Regions from separate parts of the Zea mays genome. Here regions 1 and 2 are each linked to region 3. Evidence: chromatin contacts called from public Hi-C data. All regions are on one chromosome and are shown on one strand. The core of a region is the stretch at or near the end of the contact, and the rest is flanking DNA. Distances in the headings are between cores, read along the strand shown.

Region 1 (4,213 bases), core at 111-2,610, 140 kb after region 3:
ACATACATTCTCCTCGATGTAGTTTAGGCAACCATCATTCGGCACAAAGGCAGCAATCTTCTTTCCATTCTTCACCAGCTGAACACGGGCACACTTACGGATGGCCGAATTTGGCTGCTTGGCCTCAATACCACTACACAATGGAAGCAAACACACCTTAGCCCAAGAACATGAAGTACAACATAACAAAAGCACAGATCATTCCCATATCCGACATACATCTTCTCCAGAACGATGCCCTTGGCGTGAGATGATCCAGCAAAAGGTTTTTTCCACTCATTGCCCAAGTGGCTCTTCTTGTATGCTTTGTCAGCCCACCTCTGGTTCCTGCGGTGGGTCTTGAGCTTGCGCCCAGCTCCCATACCACGTGTCTTCCTGTGATGTGAATTCAAGATCGATAAGTTAACTCACATAAATCGCAGGCTCTGCAACTCATGAACCAGAGTTCTCCATGTCAATTGCATAAACTTGCACACCATGACCAACTCTATCATGCTAAATAAAAATCATATAGCAAATGCACAACCAGATACAATCATGCATCAAAATGTAACAGTGTAAATTCATTCATGAGATAATTTTGACCGAGTTGTATCAGAATTGCAAACATCCACCATTTCACCTATTAGAATGTAAACAGAAGCTACACACGAATCCACTCTTTTAGCTTAGACCAACCAAGTATATCCATCCATCTATAGAACGTTGACCAATGACGAGCGGCGCTCACTTATAAGTTATAACATCATAACAAAAAAAAACATGAATAAACTTAACAATAACAAGACAGATCAAACGAGAAGAGATCCTTAAAACGTCGGATACTCCTTTCACAGAGGACTTGTATGCTACCACGCATAACCTCATGGACCCAAGCGATTGAATCCTAGAGCACATGGTTACACGGCGGCAACGGATTAGTGTAGCTTATGAATATGTTTAGTACTGGCGGCGTATAATCTGACCAGCACTGGACCGTCAATAAGCTCTGGTTTTCCTTTTCGCTCTAACCCGATTCCATTCGCTAATCACATCAGAAAACTGGCTAAATCATAAGCCACGCAGCAAAATCTACGCATCAACGCGAGAAAACAAAGGCTTTGCTGCGGTAAAAGGAACGCCTCGAAACAACGAGCACGGGCGCAGGAGACCACCGGAACGAGAAGGTGGAGACTCACCCCATGGTGGCGGAGGAAGGAACCGGCTGTGAAGGTCGGCGACGCTGCGGGAGCCGGAAGCAACGGGGTTAGAGTTGGAGGCCGGCGGCGGCTACGGGAGCGAGGAGAGGCGAGAAAAACATTTTATAGTAGCGTTGGCAGTTAGGGTTTGCTTGATCTGCGTCACGATGAGTGCTGCGGCTGCTTCGGTCGTATCGTACGGTCAACATGTGAGCGGGATCAGGTTGCGCGATTGGTTTTTGTGTGATCTGTAGTGTCATGTATCATATTTTGCACGATCCACTAAAGAGAAGACTGAATGGTGAGCCCGCATATCAGATACATGTTTAGTATCTTTGAACATCGTATATTTTCATGTGTTAACCTTTCTAACAAAACGTTACACATTTTTTGAATATTGTTCAAACACGTCATTCCAAGCCTTTACAATGAGCAGCGGTTTGGATCGATCCAAACATAGCATGACGTTGCCCACCAGGTCTATGTCGATCCGGTTTGATTATCGTGTCGTGTTTGGGTCTTATACATGTCCATTATGGCGAATTAGGTCACGTGGTTCAGTTTAAATTTTTCGTTATTTTCGGCAAAAAAAAATGTTATATTATGGTTGAACATCGAATATGAAATACAAAATTGACTCAGAAAAATGCTTGACATTACATTTAACGAAAATCCCATGTCGAGCTAAGATTTTGACGTATCTAGTATTTATTTAATCTAGACCTTATGGGTTTTTTTTTTGGAAAATGAAAGAGGATTCCCTGTCTCTCTGCGTGTGGGGCATATGATTTGTTTGATTTTAATAAATAGAATTAGGTTAATAATTCCACTCACAATACACGCACATTCACCCTAAGAACGTATATAAATTCTTTGGGATTGATAAAATCACCATAGACGCATCGGCTATTAACCACTAAACTACCTGTCCTTTTGTATTAGTTTCGTATTGTCATTTTTATCAGGTTAAGAGCAACTCCAAGAGACTAGGTATATGGTTTTGTAAAGGTAAATTTAACTAATATTAAAAGAAAAATGTATCTATAGACTCCGTAAACGACTCTTCAAATTTAGTGGCTCTCTATTTCTCCATCTTTGCTCTCCAATTTTGGATAGTCTGCTTCACTCTCTATTTAGTCCGTAGGTTTACCGAGTCTGTTGGATTAGTCTACACTTTTCCTCTAAAATCTATTTTAGAGAGTAGCTAAATTAGTAAATTTGGCTAGTTTTTTTAGCTAATCTCTTGGGTTGCTCTAATAATAAGACATGCCGGTACAAGTATGGGCTTAAAACTGTTGAACAACGTAGTTGTCGCAGATCCCCGATCCGGACTCCGAACCCTCCCGACAACAGTAGGGACGTGAGAAGTTGTAGAAGCCCGTTCCCTTCCCAGCAATCCAACACAGAGAGGAACAAGAGACACAATAGATGGAAGCTCTTTCTGTCTATCTTTATTATGAGGGGTATGAGTACATATATATAACTTGTGTACCCCTAAGGGCAGTTTCGGTATTAGCCCATTAAACCCCTTTTAGGGTTTCTCAACACTCCCCCTTGGGCGAATACCGTGACGACTTGTGTCTCATCAAAACTCCGAAAAACCCAGTGAGAAAAAAATGGAGAAAGAGAGCATAGTGTCACTTGATGTATTGCACTTGTTGTCTCGTTAAAAACCATATGTGAGAAACTTCAGGAAAACTCACAATGGGAAAAAGAGTACAACGGGTGTCTTCAGGACAACTATAACCTTCAAGGTGTATAATATACGATCTTCAAGTCGAATTGTAAGGGTTGAAGTTCAGGGGTGATCTCCCCCTGAACCCTGCAGGTCTCTCAAATGCCTCATCCCTATACCTCGTACACATTTTCTGAATGTGACTGCAGGTAAGGATTTAGTGAATAAATCAGCCAGATTATCACAAGACTTGACTTGCAGGATTTTTACCTCACCCTCGTTCTGGAGTTCATGAGGATAAAAATAATTAGGACATATATGCTTAGTCATATTGCTCTTAATATAGCTCGTTTCCATTTGTGCAACACATGCAGCATTATCTTCATAGATAATGGTGGGGGTATTTGCGGTGTTATAACCACATGACTTCTGGATGTAGTTAGTCATTCGTCGTAGCCAAGCACATTCTCGTGCGGCTTCATATAGTGAGATTATTTCTGAGTGGTTAGTAGACGTTGTTACTAATGTCTGTTTACACGATCTCCAGGATACAGCAGTGCCACCACATAGAAATACAAAGCCAGTCTGAGATATACCATTATGGGGATCTGACTGATATCCAGCATCAGCATATCCCACCATAGTCTGGTCCTGATTCTTCGGAAAAACAGGCCAAGATCTTGAGTGCCTTTGAGGTATCTAAGTATAGTCTTAACACCTACCCAATGTCTTCTGGTTGGGTCTGCACTGTATCTAGCTAGTAGATTTACCGTGAATGCAATATCAGGCCTGGTGCAATTCGCAAGGTACATCAGTGCTCCAATAGCGCTAAGGTAAGGAACTTCAGGTCCCAACGATTTCTCATCATCACTCTTTGGTCTAAAAGGGTCGATATCCATTTCAAGGGATCTCACGACCATCGGGGTCTTTAAAGGGTGAGCTTTAATCATATTAAATCTCTCAAGGATCTTTTTACAATAGGTCGACTGGTGTACAAATATTCCTTCTGGGAGATGCTCGATCTGCAGGCCCAAGCAAAACTTGGTTTCTCCCAAGTCTTTCATTTCAAACTCTGTCTTGAGGTAGGCGCTGGCCTCCTCAATATCCTCAGCATATCCAATGATATTCAAGTCATCAACATAGACCGAAACTATGCAAAAACCCTTCTGGGATTTTCTAATGAATACGCAAGGAGAATCTGGATTATTTACGCATCCCTTCTTCAGGAGGAATTCGCTGAGCCAATTGTACCACATCCGCCCAGATTGTTTAAGCCCATACAACGCCCTCTGCAACCTAACGCTGTACATGTTGCGATTTGACTTGGCATCCGGAACTCTCAGCCCATCCGGGACCTTCA
Region 2 (4,678 bases), core at 320-2,819, 190 kb after region 3:
ATCTTGTCCGGATGATTCAGGCTGCCTCTCCAGAAAATTCTTCCACCTGTCAGATCTCTCCTCCTCTTCTTCCTACAAGTGCAGCGTGTCAAGATCATACAATGCAGATAAAAAATCAGGAGTGTGTCTTCTACCTTGTAGATGCCAGCGTACTCCTTGTAACGTTGCAGGTGTTGCGGCCGCACAGCAAAGCCGTATGCATCCCTGATTCAACCATACAGCGTCAGAAAGGAGTAGAGATGGCAATGGGGACCCGATCCCCGATTCCCCGCGGGGAATTCCTCTATTAGGGGACGGGGATGGGGAAATTTCTTCCCCCACGGGGATGTAAACGGGGAAAATTTCTCCCCCGACGGGTAAACGGGGATGGGGATGGGGAAGCATTCCCCATCCTCGTTCCCCGCGGGGACCCGTTAAACTTACATGTGACGATGTTTTCATATAATAGTTAATGATAAAAAATAAATAATTATCTTGCCAAGAGATCACTAGTTGTACAAATGCATTCATTTTAATGTACACATAATGATTTTTACATCTAACAATGTGTATAAGTGAAAATGTTTTACATTAATCACAAATTATAGTATGATCTAATTATAATTTAAGCGGGGACGGGGATCCCCGATGGGGATTTATCCCCGCGGGTAACGGGGATGGGGAAGAAATGTCCCCCGCAAGCGTTCGTGGGGATCCCCGCGGGGAAGTTTTTTCATCGCGGGGACGGGGATGGGGAGCCAAAACCCGATGGGGAATTCCCCGTTGCCATCTCTAGAAAGGAGTGTTCCAACTAAAATGCAGCTACCTAGCGCTTGAAACTCGAGGGTCCTACATGCGCATCCCTCCCAGATTCAAAACAGCGAGAGCTACTTCGCTATAGCTAGTCATATTCACTCCGGATTTGATGAGTACACGACATAATTCCAGAAGCCGCTGTCCCGCCAAAACGAAACCTAAAAACCGCCCGTCCTAGTGCAGGAAACGGCCACAGAAACTCCAGATCTTTTCGAAAAGACAAACGGCAGAGCACTGCAGAGCTCCCGATTCGGGCAGTTCCACCAAGTAAATCACACGAAGCTGAACGCCTACCCTTTCTCCGATTCGCGGAGGGGACCAGATTCCCAGCGGGCGCGTGCAAGCGCGCGGAATTTCCCGCCGCATTTCCAGGGGAAAAAACCGGCAAGAGAAATCCCAGCGCCGCAACTGGCCGAGATCCCCGGGAAGCGAACACAAGTACTCGTGCGTCAAAACCCGCGGACGCGGAGCGGGAACCTCCGCAGCGGAGCAAGTGGGGAGGAGCCCGAACCCGTCGGAAGCTACCGAAACGCGACGAGAGCGGGGTGGCCGGCCGGGTGGGTGACGGGAACGCACCGCTTGTGCTCGAAGGCGATGAACGGGAGGCTCTTGGGCTTCATCCTCCTCCTCGCGACCCCGGCGCGGCGGCGGGATTAGCTAGAGTACGGCGTGGCGGTGGCGCTTTGATCTGGTCTCCTCCGGCTGGACTGGGCTGGGCGTGCGCTGCGCGGGGCGCAGGGGGAGGGCGGAGTAGGAGAGTGTCCGTATCTGCGTTGTGTGGGGGACCTGGGGGTTCGAGGAGAAATGGGGATGACCACCCTCGTGGGTCGCGCCGCGCGGTCTTTTCCTGGTTGACACGGAGAAGTGAAGGAAGGTACGGGGCCCAGTTGCCAGTCGCAGTGTGCGGTGTGGTGTACGCAGTGCGGGTTCCGTGACTTGTGTCCTCCGCGAGACCGAGATCCCGATCCTCCGTGCGCGGCGTGATGGTGCCACCTCGTGTTGTTTCATCCCGGGCCTTCCGGCGGTTGGGCCGTCGCCAGTCCGGTGCCCAGTGTCTTTGCTGAGGATTTTCTTTTTGTCTCCGTGAATGCAACCGACGGCACCTACAGCAAGTTCCCTTCTTGCTGACAAAATAGTTGTTGATAGGCATACCAGAGCTAAAAAGCCAAGCTATATTTCATGGTTCACGGTACAAATTTGAACCTAACTTGTTTGGTTCAACTTTTTTCTGACCAGCTTTTCCGAGAATCTAGCTGTAGGGAGAATCTGGCTGTGTAGAGAATCTGAGTATCATTAGAATTACGTGCGAAGGAAGATAAAGTTGTCAATGAGGCTTAGGATCTATAAAGTGACGGATTACTACTATTGCGACGACTCAACTGATTATATGTTTATGTTGATTTTGAATGTTTTTTACCCAAACGAATTTTATAGAAGCTGGCTGAAAAGCTGAGTGTTTGACAGTCCGCAACAGCTTTTGGTGGCCAGAAGCTGCGAAAATCCGAAACAAACAGGCACTCAATTAGTTGAGGCCGGGAGATATAGATGTACATCTAGACCATCTAAACGTAAGTTTGAAGTTCCAAATTTAAGTGTTAAATTAAGCTCGCTGATGATTTGGGTTGATACGGAGTAAGAAAATTGTTGTTTTGTGCAAACACAAATCAAGTTGTCGATATTTTAGTAGAATATATGAGACTCGATGTTTTTAATACCTGACTCGTGCCTCTGTTCCAGTACTCATTGGTCATTGGCTCATTGCCACTATTACCAGGCATCAAGCTTTGACTACCGCCAATGCTTCTCTTCCCGTGCTCATCTCCAACCTAGAAATGAGCTCAAATGGATCTATCTCTACGTGTAAGCCTTTTGTATTGTGTGTCCCTACAACATTTTTCATGTGTTTGATTTAGAGCTGAAAGTTGGGACGTGTTGGGGACTTGTTTTCAAATGCTATGAGTCAAGAACAAGACAACACAAAGTATTAAATGTTAATGTCCTTCGTCTTTCGAAGCATTATTTCCCTTATGATATAACGATCTTCGGACGAAAGTCATGAAGGACGTACCTTCATCATCATGATATAAGAAAATGAAAAGTGAATCATATGAAACATGAAAGATAACATGAACAAACATATAATATCATTCACATGTCTTCATTATATAAACTTGGATATTTAAATACGATATTTAATTACATTTATACCTTCGGCTTGACAGAAGGCAAAAATCCGAGTGTTGTGCCCAAGCGAATACAAGATAGCGTGAACAGTACAGGGGTACTGTTCACCTATTTATAGGCACAGGACACAGCCTGTGAAAAATAACATTCATGTCCTTTACAAAGGTTTACAATCATAATACAAGTTATCACAGGCCGATTGGTCATTTCATCTTTAAGTCGGTGCATTTGGAAATGAATTCTGAAGCTCTTTGGTTGATAGCTTCGGCTTTGTACCAGTCTTCCGAAGGTGTTTCTTCTTATGGGACCTTCGGTGACGAAGCAGACCCCAACAGTAGCCCCTTCACGGTGCCAGATCATTTTTCGTAACGAGCTCGACCCGTGAAAAACTCTCTTAGGCTTTGAAAGGGAAATGTGCCCTTGGGCCATTTCTAAGTGTTTTGGTGATTTAGTGTCCAACACAAGTGCCTAAGTGTCAAATGGTGGATAAAGTACAAATCAAGTATAAAGGTATGTTTCTCAGACTTAGTACATTGTTTTAGAGACTAATGTATTGTGTCTAAGTGCTGGAAACATGAGAAATCAAATTGGAAGAGAGATGGCTTTGTTCAGCCAAAGTCAGCTCTGTCTGGGTGCACCAGACTGTCCGGTGGTGCACCGGACAGTGTCCGGTGCGCCAGGCTGGCTCAGGCGAACTTGCTGCTCTCGGGAAATAATTAACGGCGTACGGCTATAATTCACCGGACTGTCCGGTGTGCACCGGACAGTGTCCGATGAGCCAACGGTCGCCGGGCCAACGGTCGGCCGCTTAATCCGGGCGCGACGCGTGGCCGAGCCAACGGCTAGAAGGGGGCACCGGACTGTCCGGTGTGCACCGGACAGTGTCCGGTGCGCCAACGGCTCTAAGGCGCCAACGGTCGGCTTCGCCAAATAAGGAAAGAGATCCGCACCGGACAGTGTCCGGTGGTGCACCGGACTGTCCGGTGCGCCAAGCGACAGAAGGCAAGAATTGCCTTCCTGGATTGCTCTCAACGGCTCCTAGCTGCCTTGGGGCTATAAAAGGGACCCCTAGGCGCATGGAGGAGAACACCAAGCATTCCTTGAGCATTGTTGATCACTCACACTTCATTCTTGCGCACTTGTTCGACATTCTTAGTGATTTGAGCTCCGTTCTAGTGTGAAACTCGTGATAGTCTCTTGAGCTCAAGTCTGGGTCTTGTGTGTGCGTATTTGCTGTGATCTTTGTGTCTTGTGTGAGTTGTTCATCCCTCCCTTACTCTGTGCTTCTTTGTGAACATCTTTGTAAGGGCGAGAGACTCCAAGTTGTGGAGATTCCTCGCAAGCGGGATAAAGTAAAGCAAAGCAAAAACACCGTGGTATTCAAGTAGGTCTTTGGACCACTTGAGAGGGGTTGATTGCAACCCTCGTCCGTTGGGACGCCACAACGTGGACTAGGCAAGTGTTGGACTTGGCCGAACCACGGGATAAACCACTGTGTCTATCTGTGTTGATCTTCTTGTGGTTATTGTGTTTTGCTAAGACTCCTCTCTAGCCACTTGGCATTATTTGTGCTAACTCCTAATCAAGTTTTGTGAGTTAAATATCAAGTTTTTACATGATCACCTATTCACCCCCCCTCTAGGTGCTCTCAATTGGTATCAGAGTCGTTCTCTTCAAGAAAGGGACTAATCGCCCGAAG
Region 3 (4,637 bases), core at 1,669-4,168:
TCCACAATATGAGTAGGGAGAGGCAGAAAGTTTCAGGGCCCAAAACTGCCAGTAGGGATGTTCCAACAAAACAGGAAGTTTCTAGGATTTCTATACTCGTTTCTTCTTTTCTATTATTTAACATTTATAACTCTGGAAAAAATGTTGTGCAATGGAAACAATCTTGTATACCTGTGATGTACCTACTATCAAGAGGAAAACCGGAGTGCTAAAAAAGAAGTGTCCATTTTCAAATAAATTGCTAACGGTCAGAAGCAATGCGCGAAAGGGCCTCTAGCCTAGTGGTTAAGGTCTTCCGAGTAGCACCTCCAAGTCCTGGGTTCGATTCCCCTCGGGAGCGAATTTTCAAGCTTGGTTAAAAAAATCCCCTCGTTGTGCCTCATCCGCTCTCGGGTTACGATGTCCTATGCGCCACCCTCCAGTTGGGCCATTGCAGAGTGGACAATTGACGCCGGCCCGTTAGTGATGGGGGGCCAGGGTTCGGGGATTTTCTCGGTCGGGACCATTGTTTCGGTCTCTTCTTAATATAATACCGGGAGGGCGGTCTTTCCCTCACCGGCCGAGTTTTTTTTAATAAGAGAAGCGATGCATTTGGTGAAATTGTAATAAGTTGTAAATGTAGTTTGCACTCTAAGAATATGGCATGTCATACACAGTTTTAGCATGCACTCTGGCATAATTACTAGGGATGGTCTCTAACATTATCTTCATTAAACTTCCTCAGTTCATATAAACATAGTAACATATACTAGTAAATCAATGTAAAAAGGCAAAATTATTGAATGCAGATGAGTCAAGGGAAGAGCACATGCATCTTTTTGTTTATGAGAAAAAATATACATCATGATAGATATAAAAAATATTGTGAAAAGCACAGCAACAGAACATGTCTGCTATGCACATCTAGTACTACTTGGCTGGAAGTAAAGATGTGAAAAGGCCAACCTGATTGTTTTGTTTTTCCAGAGGCAAATATGGCATGCCATGGGAAATGTCTGAAGTGATCAAAATCCCCTTTATTGTGCTACTAACACCCAGCTCAAACAGAGATTTCACTGCCACAAGTGAAGTACAGGCTAGCTTAGCAAGAAGCCCAATCAGATTCTGCAACGATGAGACACAATGGTCAGCTCCCTCAACACATATCGAGCATAAACAAGAAGTTATAGAGCAAACATACACTACATGTCGATGGGCTAAGGGCCGTGAGTCCACCAGTGTGGATCAAAGGTAGGACCTTCTCCATAACACCCTGGTGGCAGAGATGATCGACAAGATCAACCGAAGTGCTAAAGGAGTCCGCAATGCTTACCAGGCAAGCTGCAACCTTCTCTACTATCTGGAAATTGATATCGATTACAACCAGAAGCAGAGCATTCTTTACATGATAGAATGATCTCAATTAGATGGGGGACAACAGTACCACTTTGTCCTCAGATTGCAGAAGATTACAGAGAGTTGGGACCGCATCCAGAACAAATTGGGAGCAATCTGACGGGACCTTTTTGCAGGCATTTGCGACAGCTGACACTGCAACCCTCTGAACCATGGAAGTGCGCATCAAATTAGCAAATGCACTAAATTCCCAGTTTCGAATGTGATTATTTCTTACCTGAATACTTGCAGCGAAGAAGTCAATGAATGCCAGCACAGCGTTGATCATGCCAGCCTGCAAGCACTGGGTAGGCTGCCTCCGTGATATCTTCTCAAATGCTTGCAAGCACTGCATACGCAACAGAATGGTCGGATAAAGCGCCTCAAGGTAAATGTGATCACCCGATCAGGCCGTAAGATCTTTCGGGTTACCTGCTCAGCAACATCGACGTACTCGATGGTTAGCAGCCGGGAGCAGAGCACGGGGAGGAGGCCGTGGCGGACGACGGCGTCAGCGGCACGCGGCATGGCGTCGCAGAGGTACGTGATGGCGCGTACGGACAGCAGAATCACGTCCGGGGTAGTACCCGCGCCATCGCCGCCGCCGGCCCGGCGCACCAGCGCTCGCGCGGCTGCCTCTGTGGGGAAGTACCCACCGACGTCCTCCGTACAGAACGATAGCGCCTCGCAGAGCTCCGTGAGCGCCGCCAACAGCGCGTCCTGCCCCGCGCCATCGTCTGCCACCGCGTCCACCATCCGCTGGAACCTCCCGCCCCCGCTGCCGCGCGGCCCCGGGCTCCCGTCCCCATCCGACTCGCACGACGACCCCCCATCGCCATCGCCATCGCCATCGCCATCACCGTCCCCATCATCCGCGTCGACATCAGCATCGCCGTGGTGGCCGGACGACGAGGTGTCCATATCCGAGCCGCCCTGCTCAGCCTGGCGCGCGCCGGGCGGAGGAGCGGCGGCGACCGCGGCCGCGGAGGTCGAGGGTTCCGCTGTGCACGGGCGCTTATCGGCGGGGGGTTCGGGTTCGCTGCAGCCTTCGGGGTCGGAGTCGGGCCTCTTCCGGCAGCGATCCATCGGCGGGCTCCCGCTTGCCGTCGCAGCCCCAGAGCCCTCGCCGATGACGGACGCCAGCGCGCTCCCTTCTTGCCTGACCGCTTTTTGGCACAGCACGGGCAGCGATCATTCGGTCGATCGGGTCCCCAATCGGGGGCGCATGGATAGATACGGGAGGCGTGCGGGTCTTGGTTACTTGGTTTTTAGTCCAAAAGTTTGTTTTGGTTTCGCGGATCGGGGCAAAATCGCGAGACTTTCATGTGGTTCCGGGCGGTTTTGATGCAAAATCCGCGGGCGGTACCAGATTGTTTGGGCATTGGTTCGGCTCCACCGCCATACTGTAGGAGACGGTGCGGCCTGCCCGGTGGTCTGGTTAGACTGTGGAGGCACTGGACTCCACTCTGAAGATGGAGCCGCTGTTCTGCAGTTCTACTCGCTTCCGCACCGGGCTGGGTTGTTTTGACTTTTGAGAGCGTGCACTGGGGTCGTGGGGTGCCTTCGTCGTGTTACTGGCTGGTATGGTGTGTTTGTTCCATCGGGTTAAAACGACTGATCTCTACTAACTATTAAGAGAGTACCGTAGACTGCCCCCGCCTCTCTGCCCCTGTCGCGATCCGCACGCCCGCCCGCCGCAATCCCCGCCTGCCCTCCGCCCACCCGCCGCGACAGCCGCAAACGCCACGATCTGCCCACCCGCCCGCCGCAATCCACGCCCGCCCGCCGCAATCCACGCCCGCTCTGCGACGTGCTCGCCAGGTCCGGGACAAGCTCCATGCTCGCCACCCTGCACAAGGGCCAAGTCGCGCGTCTCCCGCCCCATCGCTAGAGCCACCTGCCCGCCGCGACAGCCGCGAACGCCATGATCCGCCCGCCCGCCCTCCGCAGTCCCCGCCCGCTCTGCGACGTGCTCGCCAGGTCCGGGACGAGCTCCATCCTCGCCACCCCGCACAAGGGCCAAGTCGCGCGTCTCCCGCCCCCCATCGCTGGTGGCTCCGGCTCCCACGGCGGTGGCATCCCGCCGCACGCCTCTCGGCCCCCCTCACTGGCGGCCCCAGCCCCGGCGACACACGGAGAGCGAAAAGGATGTTCCTTCCCTTTTTTGCTCGCTGCTTCCACCAAATCTGCCCACCGGCTCTAGAGGCTACAACTGTCCCGTCTGCCTCAGCAGACGCCTCCACCCTCGCATCGGAGCCGAGCAAGCGCTACACGGAGGTTTCTCGGCTACTTATGGCGAGCGAGGGTCGCATGACGGCGTCGTCAACCCATCGCAACTCATCCATTCCCCTCGTCGAGGGCGTCGTCTTCGCTAACCGCTTCTCCATGTTCTCAATCCACTTTTCGCAGATCTGGGCCAACCGTGACCGCTACTGCGCGCCGAACCCGGACGACGACCTGGTCACCGGCTACGACGACAGGGACATGGTGGTGGAGAACCTGCGTAAGCTCTGCGTGCACGCGTCGCCAACGCCTTCGGTCGCCCCTGGGTGTGGTGGGACTACGCCGCCGACTACCACCTCTGCTGCTCCATGAAGGTATGGACAACAAGTACAACCGCGCCTACGTCGAGGATGCTCACCACCGACGTAATCCGCTCCCCCACCGAACTTCTGTCGGCATGACAGATCTCCTGCTCGGCGCGCAGATCTCCTCCTCGGCGCGATCCACGGCCGAGCCCGCCCATCCCGCCCACGCTGCCCCCACCAAACAACTGATCTGCTCGCCCACGATCTCCATGGAAGGTGGTCGATCGACCTCTCCCCCGCGCTCCTTCATCAACCCCGTCCGCCGCGTCCGCCGAGCCTCGAGATCGCGCCGAGGAGGAGATCTGCGCGTCGAGGAGGTGCTGCTGTTCGACGTGGACGGCCAGCCGTCGTTCGCTCCGAAACGGCAGGTGCGGGGCGGCGGGTTTGAAAGGGAAATGTGCCCTTGGGCCATTTCTAAGTATTTTGGTGATTGAGTGTCAACACAAGGGCTTAAATGTGTATTTATGCTTCTGGAGGAACAAAGTGCAAATCAAGATAAAAGGTATGTTTCTAAGTCTTAATACATTGGTTTTGTGTACTAATATACTTGTCTAAGTGTGGGAAACAGAAAGAAGAAGAAAAGAGAAGCGGTGCAAATAGCTTGGCTGTGTACAGCCAAGACCTAGCTCGGTCTGGAGCACCGGACTGTTCGGTGTGCACCGGACAGTGTCCGGT

Evidence for each region. Hi-C and Micro-C count contacts between places; a contact is called where the count stands out from the background.
Region 1: a Hi-C map of leaf shows a contact between it and region 3, with 2.3 times the contacts expected there. The contact joins the promoter of LOC101027156 here to the promoter of LOC103635779 in region 3. A contact is called at or near these places in 4 of 25 Hi-C or Micro-C datasets (leaf and seedling).
Region 2: a Hi-C map of endosperm shows a contact between it and region 3, with 5 times the contacts expected there. The contact joins the promoter of LOC100278125 here to the promoter of LOC103635779 in region 3. A contact is called at or near these places in 2 of 25 Hi-C or Micro-C datasets (endosperm and leaf).

What each region holds. Positions count from the first base shown.
Region 1 is chr8:120,289,456-120,293,668 of Zm-B73-REFERENCE-NAM-5.0, reverse strand. LOC101027156 (40S ribosomal protein S23) reads right to left here and starts at 1,360. Exons shown (of 4, transcript NM_001294320.2): 1 at 1,179-1,360; 2 at 220-375; 3 at 7-133. The coding sequence starts at 1,183.
Region 2 is chr8:120,237,118-120,241,795 of Zm-B73-REFERENCE-NAM-5.0, reverse strand. LOC100278125 reads right to left here and starts at 1,569. Exons shown (of 18, transcript NM_001349967.1): 1 at 1,372-1,569; 2 at 135-204; 3 at 1-72. The coding sequence starts at 1,415.
Region 3 is chr8:120,432,309-120,436,945 of Zm-B73-REFERENCE-NAM-5.0, reverse strand. LOC103635779 (E3 ubiquitin-protein ligase UPL4) reads right to left here and starts at 2,918. Exons shown (of 17, transcript XM_008658155.4): 1 at 1,807-2,918; 2 at 1,613-1,723; 3 at 1,424-1,540; 4 at 1,181-1,339; 5 at 946-1,104. The coding sequence starts at 2,460.